Regions from separate parts of the Anas platyrhynchos genome. Here region 1 is linked to region 2. A link is a contact called in public Hi-C data. All regions are on one chromosome and are shown on one strand. Each heading gives the region's core, a stretch centred on a gene start, on an enhancer-like site or on the middle of the called end of the contact. The rest is flanking DNA. Distances are from core to core; before and after follow the strand shown. Region 1 holds the start of DAB2IP (DAB2 interacting protein). Region 2 holds the start of PHF19 (PHD finger protein 19).

Region 1 (6,398 bases), core at 2,713-5,212, 170 kb after region 2:
AACAAAACTTGCCAATGGTAAGAAATAAGTAAGTCTCCAAGTCTCTACCCTAACAGAGATTCTGGGCAGAACCCATTTTGTTATAAAGCAAAATCTTGACTTTGAAAAATTCTAACAACTCCAGGTACGGGCATAAGCACTTTGTGGTGCCCACAATTGAATTCAGCCTTGAATGAAGAGGGAAGTGAGACAGATGAGTCATTAGATAACCCTGAATGCAAATAATAGCAAATGCTTTGCAAATTCAGATCCGCAACACTTGACTGAAGTCACAGAAGTCATCAAAATAATTGGGAACCGATATAAAAGTTTCCATTCCTCTTTTTCCCAGATTGTGAGCCTTTCTGCCATTGAGCCTTTCAAGTAAGACAGAATACGGAAGCGGTGGAAAGTAACTGTTGTCTCACGTGGTATCTTCAACTCGACAAAGTTACTCAGACCTGAAGGCCATTGGTATCTTATCCCTTTCACATGCCAGTGTAATAACCCTCAGGGAGGCATGTCATGTTGTGTGTCACTTTAAAGTTCCTCTGTGGAAAGTTACCTAAAGATACTGCCCTGCAATTTCCTGTTACGTAATGGAAATTCCAGCTTAAAGGAGTCATTTCCAGGTCTTCTGAGGAAGCCACAGAAATGCATTACCTGGAATACTTCACACCCATATGTACTGTATAGGTAGCTGTTGGCATTAAGCAACATCTATAAACTCACTACTGCAGGGAAAATTACCTCTTGCTTTGCAACAAGGTGTTAGCTAACCTAAAACCATAAAAAGCCCACACTGATTAAAGAGGAAAAGTTTCCTTTTCTCTTTCATTTGCTAATTTTCATAAACCTAAAGGAGCCAAGGATCCTGCTTCAGTTCTACTCTACAGCTTACCATCAAAGCTTCACTGCACCAATTATCTGCTCATACTTGAACCACACCGCTAAAAGAAGTATTTGTACATTTGCTTCCCTGATGAACCCAAAGGTGGAAGTTACAACTCAAGTAATGTACAATTTCAAGATCTCAAGTAAGCACATTTTATTGAGCAAAAATTATTGTCCAATCATCCAGTATATTTCACAACATGTGAAATGCTGTCTCGTGAAAAACCATATGAAATACAGGAAGCGTGTTTGGAATCCATGCAATGAGCTTATTATTGCAATTCTTGAACATCTCATGCATGGAATTTGGATAACTTCAGCAACTGGCCACTTGTCAGCTGCTCTCAGTCAGGCCCATCAACACAGCACTCTACATAGCAGCAAGTTCAACAGCACCAAAATGAGACTGACAGGGACAATGCAGGTGGAACGCACAGCCTCAGATGCACCTCTTGTGCATGATGCATATCCCTGATCACCCAACCTACTGAAAAAAAAAAAAAAGATTTTGCACAACACAAAGTGCTGGCTTACAGCAGACTTCCTCCCAGCCCTCCTTCACTTTTTGCTTTCACCCATTCCATACGGGCACCCTTCAGTGGAGATAAAATGTGTCTTTGTTTTGGCAGGCAGTGACAAGCAACAGCTCGGGGAGATGCTCTTTTCATAAAATGTCTGCAAAACAACTACAGAACTACTGAAGACAGACTTGCAGTGTATTTTGCGATCTCGAGGCAAAGCAACAATAAAAAGGCCTGTCTAATTTCCTAGCTGCATCTGTAGAATTCAAGATCAGCAAAAGAGAGCTAGAATGAGAAATAAGGAAAATTGGTTCTGTACTGGGAGTTCTGCTTGGGAACACTAAAGAACTGGGTTCTGCTTCTTGACAGATCCCCATGTGAGATTTCTGATACTGTTATATGATTAAACTCATAAAGGGGAGATGCAATTTACTCCTTCCAAGGGGAAAAAACAAACAAACAAACAAAAAAAACCACCTTATTTAACATCACACAGTCCTTTTTTTTTTTTTTCTTTTTTTTTTAATTTCCAGTGACTTTAGCTTCTCAACTTCTCTTCTTTGCTGCTTGATTCTCCCAAGTGCTGAGTTACACGCCCCACAGCTTCAGTTCAAATGTTATCCACTTTTTCCGGACTCTAACAATAGTCTTGCTCTTTTGTTATCAAGAAACTCTAAACTCAGACATGAATTTTATCAAAGAATCCTATTTGTGGACAGTCTGCAATAAATTATGTATCTTTAGGAAATAAACCACAAGGGAAAAAAAAAAAAAGAAAAACATCTTAATTGAATTAGCCTTGGACCCCTTTAAGGCTGACTGGAACAGTTACTGCTGCTGTATCCAGGAATCATCACTTGACTCATCAAACAGTATTAGCAATTTATTACAAACAATTAGTTCCAGGAACTGAGATGAAAGGGCGAAGTTCTCCTATGACCGCTTTAGGTGTGGCATGCCCTTCACTGGAGATCTATTCCCTTCTGCAGAGCCTGAGCACACACAAATGGAACAAAGGCATCCCTGTCCAATTGCAAGAATGTGTACAACTGCGTTGTCCAGGGAGGTGGGGGAGTCCCTGGGGTGTTTAAGGAAAGGTTGGACCTGTTGCTTAGGGACGTGGTCTAGTGGGTGATAGCGAGGCAGGGGGACAGTTGGACCTGAGGTCTTTTCCAACCTTAATGATTTTATGACTCCCAGGTGCTGTGGTGGGAAAGGACCTTCCTCCACAGCCGAGCAAGCACCACCAGACACAACAGAACACACACAGGGCTTGGAGCACCAGATGGGCACTTCCACTTTCACGCTGCTGCTCTGAAATCCAGGGCAGTACGAGAATGACTCAGTACTGTTATTGCGTGACAGTTATTCCAGGATTTGCTAATTAGCAAACAACAACTACTGCTTTCAATGAGAACTAATCATTTTTTTTTTCAAAGCATTTCAAAGCTTTTTACATGGGAAACAGCCAAAATCATCATGTCTCGTTAACCGAAATTACGTCTATTGCCTACTTGCTCTGTAGATACTTTATCATGACAAAAATAACTGCTGGCCAGCCTCAGCCTCCAGAACAACGCAGCACACCACAGAAGAAACACTGGCAGCAAGGCAGGGAAGGGCTGGCAGAGCCCAGATGAGACTGGGGTCAGAGCAAGTGCTGCTTGGTATCCTAACCAATGTAGCTATGGGATGAAATGCGAGGCCTCGGCATGGATACGAGAATAAAACGTGTGCCATGAGGCACCGGGCCACAGAAATCTACGGGTATTTATACACCATGGTCTGCCTAGCCAAAGCCCTTGTACACAGGGGGATCTCACACATGTGCTTCCTTCTCCAGTTGCAGCTGACAAAAGTTAAATTAAGTCACCCCTCTTCAGCAGTATGAACATAACAGGAAAACGCTCCAGCTTTCGGTGAGAGAAAAACCACCAGCTGCATCATTTGAGCGCATCACCCGCGAGGCAACATCCTCTAGCACACCGACACCTGACCGTGCCACAAAAACGCTATGGTTCGGGTTTTTTTTTTTTTTTTTTTTTTTTTTTTTTTTTTTACTGAAGGGAAAGTTGAATGCAGCGCAGAGGGTTTACTAACGGGGTAAACAAGCCGTCCCCCGGCCCTCTGGGGCTCCTCGGGGACCGCGGCTCCCCTCCCGTGTGCCCGCTCCGCTTCGCGTCTCAGCGGCCGGAGCCCCGCTGAGGGGAGCCGGGAGCGGGAGGGCGCGGGGCCGCCCGGGCTGAGGGGAGCGGGGGCTGCCCCGGGGGCGGCGAGGCTCTTCTGAGCCGCTAACTTCGCTCTGCGAACTTCGCTCAGCGACAAACGGGAAAGAAAGAAAGAAAGAAAGAAAGAAAAGTAAAATAATAATTAAAAATAAAAACGAAGCAGATAAACCGAAAGGGGGCCGTGCTCCCCTCCCACCGCCCCGCCGTTACCTCGATGTCGCAGCGCCTTAGGCACCGACCCCATCTCGCAGTCCGCCATGGCTGCTGCCGCCTCTCCTCAGCCCGGCCCGCCCTGTGCTGGGGGTGGCCGCCACCTGGGTGGGGCCGCGGCGCGGGCGGTGGCAGCCGTTGGGCCGCGCGCTGCCGCCTCAGCGCCGCTCCCCGGTGCTGTGAGGAGCCGGGGGGCACCGACCCCAACCCCCGAGCCTCGGTTCACCCCGCCCGCCCCTCACAGGCAGGGAGAGGGGGAATTGAGGTGTGAGGAAGGGGGTGAACGGCCCCCGGAGGCACGGAGGGGAGGCAGGGGTGTGAGGGACGAGGGCCAGAGGCAGGGGGTGTCCTGAGGAAAAGGGGGAGTCCTGAGGGGTGGTCGCTGTGGGGGGAGGAAGGTTTGAGCCCGGCCTCGCGTTCAGGTTGAGGTGGGAATGGGAGCCTCTGGTTCCTAGTGGGTAAAGGTGGGTCTCGTGTGAGAGGATGAGTTGGGAGTAGTGTGCAAATTCATGGGTTTTTGCTTTTATCCACTCCTTTTAAGGAGTTATGCGCTGGTGCATTCTGTGCCTCCTTCTGAGGCCCAGCTAAAGCGTGTGTCCAAAATGAGGGGGGAATTGAAACACTCCTAAAGAAAATAACCATTTCTGAGAAATACACCTCAAGTTTCAGGTATTACTGCGGTTCTGACCTGTGTCAGGACACTGACAGTTTCCCAACCTATTGCAGGACACTGGTGGAGAGTTTGGAGCTTGAGTCCCCTTTCTGAAGACACCAAAGCTGTGATCCCCGCTGTTGTCCCACAAGGCTCATCCCACAGGAACAAGGTGTGTGTAGAAACACGTTGTTACACATATGGTCTTACACACCAGTTGCAACAATAATATTATAAGGAAGATGAGGGTGTCAGCATTTTTCTCTCTCTCGTTTGCTGACCGTTGGGTCTTCTGGCAAATAGATTGCTTAGAATGCCTCAGAATGATAAAGAAGGAAGGATGAGTTTGAAATGGGAGGAACAAGTTCTGTGAAATCACAGAGCAGATGAGCTTTGGTGAACTCTTGTCACCAATGCCAAATTTGGCACTAGAAAAGTCTAAGCTAGTGCCAACAACAAGATCAGTGCTTTTAAAATTAATATGAATTGAGCATTAAAAAAATGTGTCCTTCTTGATTTACTTAATTTCAGCAAAGAAAAGGAAGCATCTGTTAATTTGCCCTATCATTAAACTAAAAAGTCTGCAAATAAAAGGCCTTTTATCCTACATGAAGCTGGTAACCTTGCTTCATTTGAAGCTCCAATATCTCAGCAACATGTTGTGTACTTATGTACAAATTTATGTTGGCATTTTGCTCAAAAAAGAGAAAGCCTTCTGTCTAATTTTAAATACGCTCTCATTCCATTTCTTTTGCTGTCTTAAGACGTTTGCCAAGAAAGTTTGAAAAAACACAGGGTGGTGGTGGGCTGATACTGTTCTGTGGTTTGTTACTGCCATCTACTGTTTTTTGCTGTGTGCTTCACACGGTATTTAATGCAATTTAATTAGTCTTTCCGTAAATACTGAAGTAAAGAAAAGGATACAGGATTACTGACAGGTAGGTAGTAACTCATAAGTGCACACAACAGTGAGATGAGTTAAATTAGATGCGTTCTGTGGGCAATGAAGTCATGTGAAATACTATCAGACAAAGCCTGAGAAGAAAAATATGAAAAAATACAACCTTTACCTAATAATAGCATCTGAATGTCTTCTATCCTCCTTGTAATTTTTGTTTCGATAAATAAAGGAATTAGGGGATTTGATTTTTGTTTGGCTAGAAGACAACAGTGGAGTTGAAAATGGATTTATTAATCTTTAGGCTTTATGAAGAGAAAAACTTCATTGGATTTTGCCTTTATCATTTCTGTGAGTAATTTTGATTTCAAACACAGAAGTTCCAGTCAATAATAATTCCTCAGTATCATTCTGTTCATTTACATCATCTTTCCTTGAATTCTAAGGTATCTGTAGACTGTTAATTAAACCATTTGTGTGAGGTGTGCCAGCCTTGGAAACTCCAGTTCTTTGTCTTGTGTGGGCAATAGCTGCAGCGTTCTATTAGCCTTCAAAAGGGAAATATGGTACACAAACATACTGATTGTAGACTGAGGTGTTTGTAAATGTGATTTTTGCTTTCTTAAGGTGCAAAAACTGAGTGGTTTACAAAGCGACCTGTAGATGTCAGCAAGATACTAACCACAACTGCTGCCAATGGTAGTCTTTTTGAAGCATGCATTCAGTGTCTTGATTTTTGTCATCCCGGGCTTTTTTTTTTTTTTATTAAAAAGAAACTTCCTTATAGAAATGCATTAGTCCATAACCATTATGAAATCATATCAGAGGCTTTTCCCTTAAGTGTCCTTGTGACCTTAAAGAGATGCTGGATGTGGAATGTTTAATTTACAAACCCCATTTGGAGCTGCTCATACTATGCAGAATTTTATGGGAAAACTTACTTAAATGCTTGCTCTTCTAAGCTCATGAAGTGTTGTGTCGTCAGCTAACCACAGGGATTACACATAACAATTTGG
Region 2 (6,593 bases), core at 308-2,807:
GGATGAGCTGGGCTGAGCTACGGGTAATTTCTGTGAAATCAGCCGGAGCAGCCTCAGTCCTCGCCACTGCCCAGCAGGGGTAAAGGGACCCCGACCGCCCTCAGCCCCGAGCTGCTCCGTGAGCGCAGCGCGTCCTGCAGAGGGTGCCTTTGGGGGATCTGCAGCTTTAAACTTAACGTGGATTTTTACTTGACGGTCTCCTTGCAGTTTTACAAGCTCCCCAAGCCGGAGGAGGGGGGGAGCCGGGAGCCCCAACCTGCAAGTGAAACCCAGCGGCCGGGCTTCGCTCCCCGCAAAGATTTGGAGCAAAAAAAAAAAAAAAAAAAAGAGGCAAAGAGGCTGCGCCCGGCAGCTGCGCCTCCCTGCAGCAAATCTCGCCCCGCTCTGAGCCACCCCTAAACCAGCCCCAAGCCTCTTCCCCCCCCCCCCCTTCCCTCCCTCCCTTCCCCGGGGGTGCGGTCCCGGTGCCACCCGTTCAGCGCCGGCAGCGGCCGAGCCTCGGGGACCCCCCCGGGGGCCGGAGCTGCCCCCGCCCGCCCGCCGCGTGTCAGCGCCCAACCGGGGGGTCCCGAGCTGCGCCCCCAGCCCCAGCTCCAACCCAACGCGGGGGCCGTTTTCGGGGCCGCCCCGTCCGGTCCCCCCTCCCGTAAGGCTCCCCCAGCCCCGGCGGCACCTGCCGGGCGGCGGCGGGGAGCGGCGGGCGGCGGCGAGGAGCCGCCATTGGCTCATTCAAAGGAGCTGCGGCGCCGTCGCGTCCCGTCCAGCCCCGTCCCGTCCCTCCCGCTCCCTCCCGCTCCCGTCCCGTCGCATCCCTCCCGCTCCCCCCGCATCCCTCCCGCATCCCTCCCGCTCCCACCGCCCCGTCCCCCTTTCCCTCTCCTCCGGGGCTGCTCTCCTCCTCCCCCACCCTCCCCATTAATCCCGGAGCCGTGCCGAGCCGTGCCCTTACCGCTCGGTGCCGCGCCGCCCCTCTGCCGTCGGGCCGGGCCGGGCCGGGTCAGCGCCCGCCCGCCCGGGGGCCGCCGGGGCCGCAACGGGGAGCGGCGGCGTGCGGCGGGGGCAGGGCGCGGGGCGCCATCTTCCCGCGCTTCCCGCGGGCATTGACGTCCCAATTATGCAATTAGCGCGGGGCCGCCTCCACCGCCGCCGCCTCCCAGGGCTCGGCTCGGCCTGGCACGGCTCGGCACGGCGCGGGGTGGACGGGCACGGCTCGGGGGGGAGTGGGGGGGGGGTGGGCACGGAGCGGCGCGGCACGGGGCATCGTAGCCCGGAGCGCTATGGCACAGCGCAGCGTGGCACGGCACGGCTCGGGCTGGCACGGTTCAGCACGGGAGGGTCAGCACAGCACGGCTCAGCACACTATAGCATTGCACAGCATGGCACGGCTCAGTGCAGCATGGCACGGCACGGCTCAGCACACTATAGCACGGCACATTGGCATTGCACAGCATGGCACGGCTCAGCACACCATGGCACAGCACACTATAGCACGGCACACTATGGCATCGCACACCATGGCACAGCTCAGCACGGCACAGCACACTATAGCATGGCACGGCGCCCCCCCCCCCGCTGTAGGCACCCCCCCAGTGCAAGCACAGCCCATGGGGTGCCTGCAGCTGCCCCACGCAGGTGCCACCCCGCCGTGTCCCCACTCCCCCTGCCCCTAACCGGGGCCCCTCCGCTGGCGCCCACCCGCCTGGGGGGCCCTGGGGCACCCCCAGAGCCCCCCGGGCAGGGGGTGGGCAGGGGTGCCCCCCGCGCTGCTCTGCCCGCGCCAGGGAACGACCCGTGCTGTCGGGATTCCCGGAACCGGGGGTCGCTTTTCTCTGAATCTCAGCAGAGAAAATCCATCACTGCAAAAATGCTTCGGCCAGTGCCAAGAAGGAGGCTGAAGGATTTGCTATTTGCCGGAGAGCGCTGCCAAAACAGAAATGTTTTCAGGCCTGCTCAGACAGCAGAGAAGCTGATTCCCGATTTAGGGTCAGAGCCAAGCGCAAGCGGAGTGGATCCGAATTTTATTGCTGTAATCAATGAGCTCCGCGCAGTGCCGCAGGGCGGCTTCCCCACGCCGGGGCTCATTGCACACCTGCCAAAAGCTCCCCCCGCACACGAGCTGCTCCCCTACGCGTCACGCACGGTGCTAAGATGCCTCCTGAAGGTCTCTGCACAATTCGGTCATCTTAGAGCTGGTTTTCTGCAGCTCAAACTTCCCCACAAACCAACGGCATCGCGCTGCAAGCACCTGGCCCAGCAGGCAGGCAGTGCCTGTGCGAACCTGAGGGGTTCTGCCACATGTGGGGCACTGCAGGAGTGCTGGTGGCTGATTTCCAAAGTTTGAGCCATAAACCCGTGTTGGCTCCCAAGTAAATATCCTGCCTGCAGCGCTGCAGGCCCCCAAGTGCCCAGGCAGTGAGCAATGTCAGAGCGCGGGGCACGATGAAGCCCACGTTCATTTTAAAGCTCCTGGACATGGGTGCAGTGGCTAACGTGACTTCTGCAGTGCACCTGGGACACTGCTCAGGGTTTCCCAAGAAATGCAGAAATAGTCCAAATAGTCCTGGATTGTCCTCCTGGGGGCCAGGAACCACGCGGCACCATGTGCTGTGCCGTGCTGGCCGCACTGTGCCGTGCCATGCCGTGCTGTGCCATGCCGTGCCGTGCCTAATCCTAATTGCCCAAGGCTGGGCCCATGTTTGCAGAGCTTTAGGCAGCCAAAAAAATTGGCAGCTCATTCTCCCTGCATGAAACGCCATCCTGTGCCTTCACAGGGAACCTGACGCATCTTCAGAACAGCCCAACGACCAAACTCCGCGGTGAGTCATGGTGTGCTCGCCATGAGTCACGGCAGGATTAAAATAACTCCTGCACCATAACCCTGCTCACGGACAAACACCGCTGCTCACCTCCCTGCAGTGCCTGGGGCTGGTTTGGATCAAAAGTGGCTGGTGTGGGACAGGGGGGCAGTGCCGTGCTGCCAGCCGCTCTCCTGGTGGTGCTCGGGCAGGGATCCTCTCATGAGCTCCTCAACCATCGTGGTTTATGCTCACAGTGTCCTGGAAATGCGGGCGGTGTGACAGCTGCATCGAGCCCTGGGTCACGCTCACCCCGTTAATAAGTGGGGACAATGTCACCAAGCCCCCTCCAGCATGCAGCAGCTCCCTTCATCCTGGGAGAGGGCACCCCAAGCCCAGGGCCTGCCAGTGGAAAGAGCACGTTAACATTGCCTGGGAACAAAAGTCCCAAAGAACAGGAATAAAAGAGGAACCTGAGGTGGATGCTCTGTTTCCAAACACCAATCCAGCCACATGTGAGCATCTCTCCTGGTTTCTCCGTGGGGGCCTCTTCTGTGCTGCCCCCACTGAGCCCAATTCAGGGCTTGGACACAGCTGAGTGGCCGCTTTTGCACAGTCGGGGCCGTGGGGACCTTGGTGGGATGATGCTGGTTAAGGCAAAGCAGCAAAATTCTGGGAGCAAAATTGCAGAAATGGAGGCCCCGAGGTGGGAGCACAGCCCGGGCTCACGCAGAGCCCCAGCAGCCCTCCACCTCCCTCGGACGAGCCGGGCTCACGCCACGGCAGGTCGCTGCGGCTCCTTCCCTGCCATTGGATCTCCAAACAAAAACAGCATTTGCAGAGTGGTTTGAATTAAGCCTTGGTGGTTAATTACTCCCCCCCTCCCTCGTTTTGTCCCCAGAACCCTTTCATCGTACCCCGCGCTTCCAAAGGCAGGGAAGGCGCTTGGGTGAAACCCCTGGGGCCGAGGGGCTCCTGCAGCCATGTCCTGGCCAGGAGTTTACAGGGGCAGTGTGGGGCGAGCAGCTCCCAGCTCCCAGCTCCCAGCTCCCAGCTCCCAGCTCTGCCTTTCTTCCAAGGGCGCTTTGAAAACTGCCCAGAAATCGGGTGGCTTCTTTTCACAGTGTTTTTCTTTCTTTGAAAACAGGAGTGGGAGGAGGGGTTGTATGTTGGCTTGTAGTCTTGGAAACCGAAGCCGAGGAATATTGAATGGAAACCCAAACACGAAGCTGCCTATGAACTCCGGGCCTGATTTTGAGATAGGATCTGCAGAAACGACGTGCGCTGCCTGCAGCTGCCCAGGAGCCTCCTGCAGCCGAGCCGCGCGGGGCTGCAGCACACGGAGACCTCAAGACCCAGCCTGGCTCTCGTTTGCTCCCCAAAACAATTCCCAGGTGCTGTTTCCATCTGGAGGTTCAGCTGATAAAATATTGCACATTCATGCTAAATAGAAGTAGCCACAAAAAAACATAATTTGAGGCTATTGACTTAATTAGCCTTGGCCAACACTTCCCAGGTCTCCACCACCTTTGCTCCAAAATATCTCCTTGGCCAACACAATCAAGCTAAGCTTGAAGCAGCCATGTGTGAGGTTGCAAGTTCTGCTTCTGTCCTGACGAAGGGCTAAAGTGGGTCTTTTTAATTATTATAATGTATTTCTTGGTATTAGTTGATTCAAAAAATAATATCATTCCCTACAAACCTTGTCCTTGATTATTTTAGACCCTCACAGCTACACAAGCACTACTACTCTTTGCCAGCCTTACCATTAAACATGGAGCAAACCATCCTAATTTAGCTCATTAGAACTCTCTCATTTTTTTTTTTCATCATTTGAGGACCAAAAAACTCAGCAGACAATTTGCCCAGCAGGAGTGATCTGTTGGATTAGCAAACTCCTGCTATTTCTCCCATTCCAGTTGCTGTCCCAGAAAGGGGAATCCGCTTCCTTATGGAGAAGGCCGCGTGGCTGACGGCCTCGGAGCTGAGGACCGGAGGCTGTTCCTGGAGCTGAGGAGCAGGGAGGCTGTTCCAGGAACGCCAGAGCCTGCTGCGGAGCCCCGTGCTTGGAAGGCGCCGCGGCTCGGCGCATTCCACACGGACACGGTAATGCTCGGCCGTGCTTCGCGCGCCGCGGCGCAGGGGGAGTCGGTGCTCGCTCGAGCCCTCTCCGAGCAAAGCGATCTACCAAAGGGCACGCTGGAACAAAGGTATGGTTGTAATTAGAAGGAGGGTAGCTAAATCCGACATTCAGCTGCTTTATGCCAGCTGTGCCTTTAAAAGGAAGAGCATTTAGGCGTCGGGTTTCATGTCTTTTTATTGTTTATTTAGCATGAATTTAATCCGTATCCTTTTTTTTTTTAGGCTTAACTTTCTTTGCGTGCTTCCATGCAATTGCATAAGACGTGAAGGGCTTGTAAGTGTTCTTACAGCTGTGCAAGGTTTATATTAATGGAGCCGTTACATAATTTTGACACAGATATGTTATGTACACGTCTGCAGTTCCTGAGCTCAGCTCAGAAAATACCACTCCCACCCCCCAAAAAAGAAAAAAAAGAGACAAAAGCCCGTTTTATTCCAGGGACAACATGAAAAGGAGTGAAGACCTGGGTGTACTGGTGGCTGTGTGCACACAGTGCAATAAACGTGCCGCTCTCACAGCTCAGCTTGCCTCTGCCTCCTGCACGGCTGGCTCCTACCTGCTGCAAACGAGCAAAGCTTCGTTTGTGTCGTGCCCGCAGGACGCTGCACAGCACCAAGTGGCACCAGTCACTGGCTCCCTGCCTTCACAGGCCTTTGCCACCCAGGCCTGCACCATCCCCAGAGCTGACTCTGGGCAGTGCTGTGCTGGGACGGGGCCCCGGAGCATCCTGCCCTTTCCCCAGGGTATTTGCCCGGCCAGCTGGGAGGCCTCTGCCTTCCTGCACTGCTCCCGTTGGCTCTGACCTCCTGGCTGGAGTGGCACCGGGGGCCCCACAGTCGGTGAAATACTGGCTGCTTGCAGGATTTGAACAAAATCAGTGGAGCTGTTAATGGTAGGATCAGGCTAGGCAAAGGCGCAGAGGCTTTGGGTCCCTCGGGAGGCTGCAGCCCTCCACCTGCACGTGCACGCACATTTTTAATTCCTCCCTGCAAGCACAGCTCCTCTCCTGCACACACGTGCTGCCTTCTGTCCCGCACACACGTGCTGTCTGCTCTCCCACGCACTTTCTCTTTCCCCAGCTCTCAGCCACCCACGGTTTCACCGTTTCCCCCCTCCGTCTGTCACACCCAAGGAAAACCCTCCCGAGTACTTTCGGGCAATAACCGCTCTGCGGGGAAGCTTTTCACAAAACCAGTGGGAGCGGAGCACAGAGGCAGCCGCCCCCCCGCCAAGTGAATCCCCACGGGAGAGGCAGCGAGGGCTGAGGAAAGCTCCCCCAGGTGTGGAGCAGCTCCCACTCTCATGGCAACGAGGCAGAGCGGCCGCTATCTTAATCTGCAGCGATCTGGAGATCAGCGGCCTCCTCCCTCTGCTCTGCTCTGGGTGCAGAGGCTCTGAGAGCAGCGGGACTGATGGTGCCACTCGTGCACCTCCCCATGACAGATCCAGCTCTGCTCAGGGCCCTGCTCCAGCCGGGGATGGGGGTGATGCTGGAGGCCTTGAGCCGTGCTGGGCAAGGGCTGGACAGGCAGGAGGGGGGCAGCAGCCTCCCGGCGCCTCTCTGTATGGCTGGGGTGATGCTGGGGATTTGTCTGAGCCATCTCCTTTCCTGGGGAGGAGTAGCACTTAAATGGGTCAACGCTGAAGACACAGCT

Evidence for each region. A called contact is a pair of places that touch in the nucleus more often than the background predicts.
Region 1: a Hi-C map of subcutaneous adipose tissue shows a contact between it and region 2, with 1.7 times the contacts expected there. The contact joins the promoter of DAB2IP here to the promoter of PHF19 in region 2.

Annotation. Positions count from the first base shown.
Region 1 is chr18:12,135,146-12,141,543 of IASCAAS_PekinDuck_T2T, forward strand. DAB2IP (DAB2 interacting protein) reads left to right here and starts at 3,963. Exons shown (of 18, transcript XM_027470777.3): 1 at 3,963-4,097; 2 at 4,559-4,656. It overlaps STOM (stomatin), which reads right to left and starts at 3,993. Exons shown (of 7, transcript XM_027470783.3): 1 at 3,833-3,993. The coding sequence starts at 3,881.
Region 2 is chr18:11,970,285-11,976,877 of IASCAAS_PekinDuck_T2T, forward strand. PHF19 (PHD finger protein 19) reads right to left here and starts at 1,558. Exons shown (of 15, transcript XM_072025233.1): 1 at 950-1,558.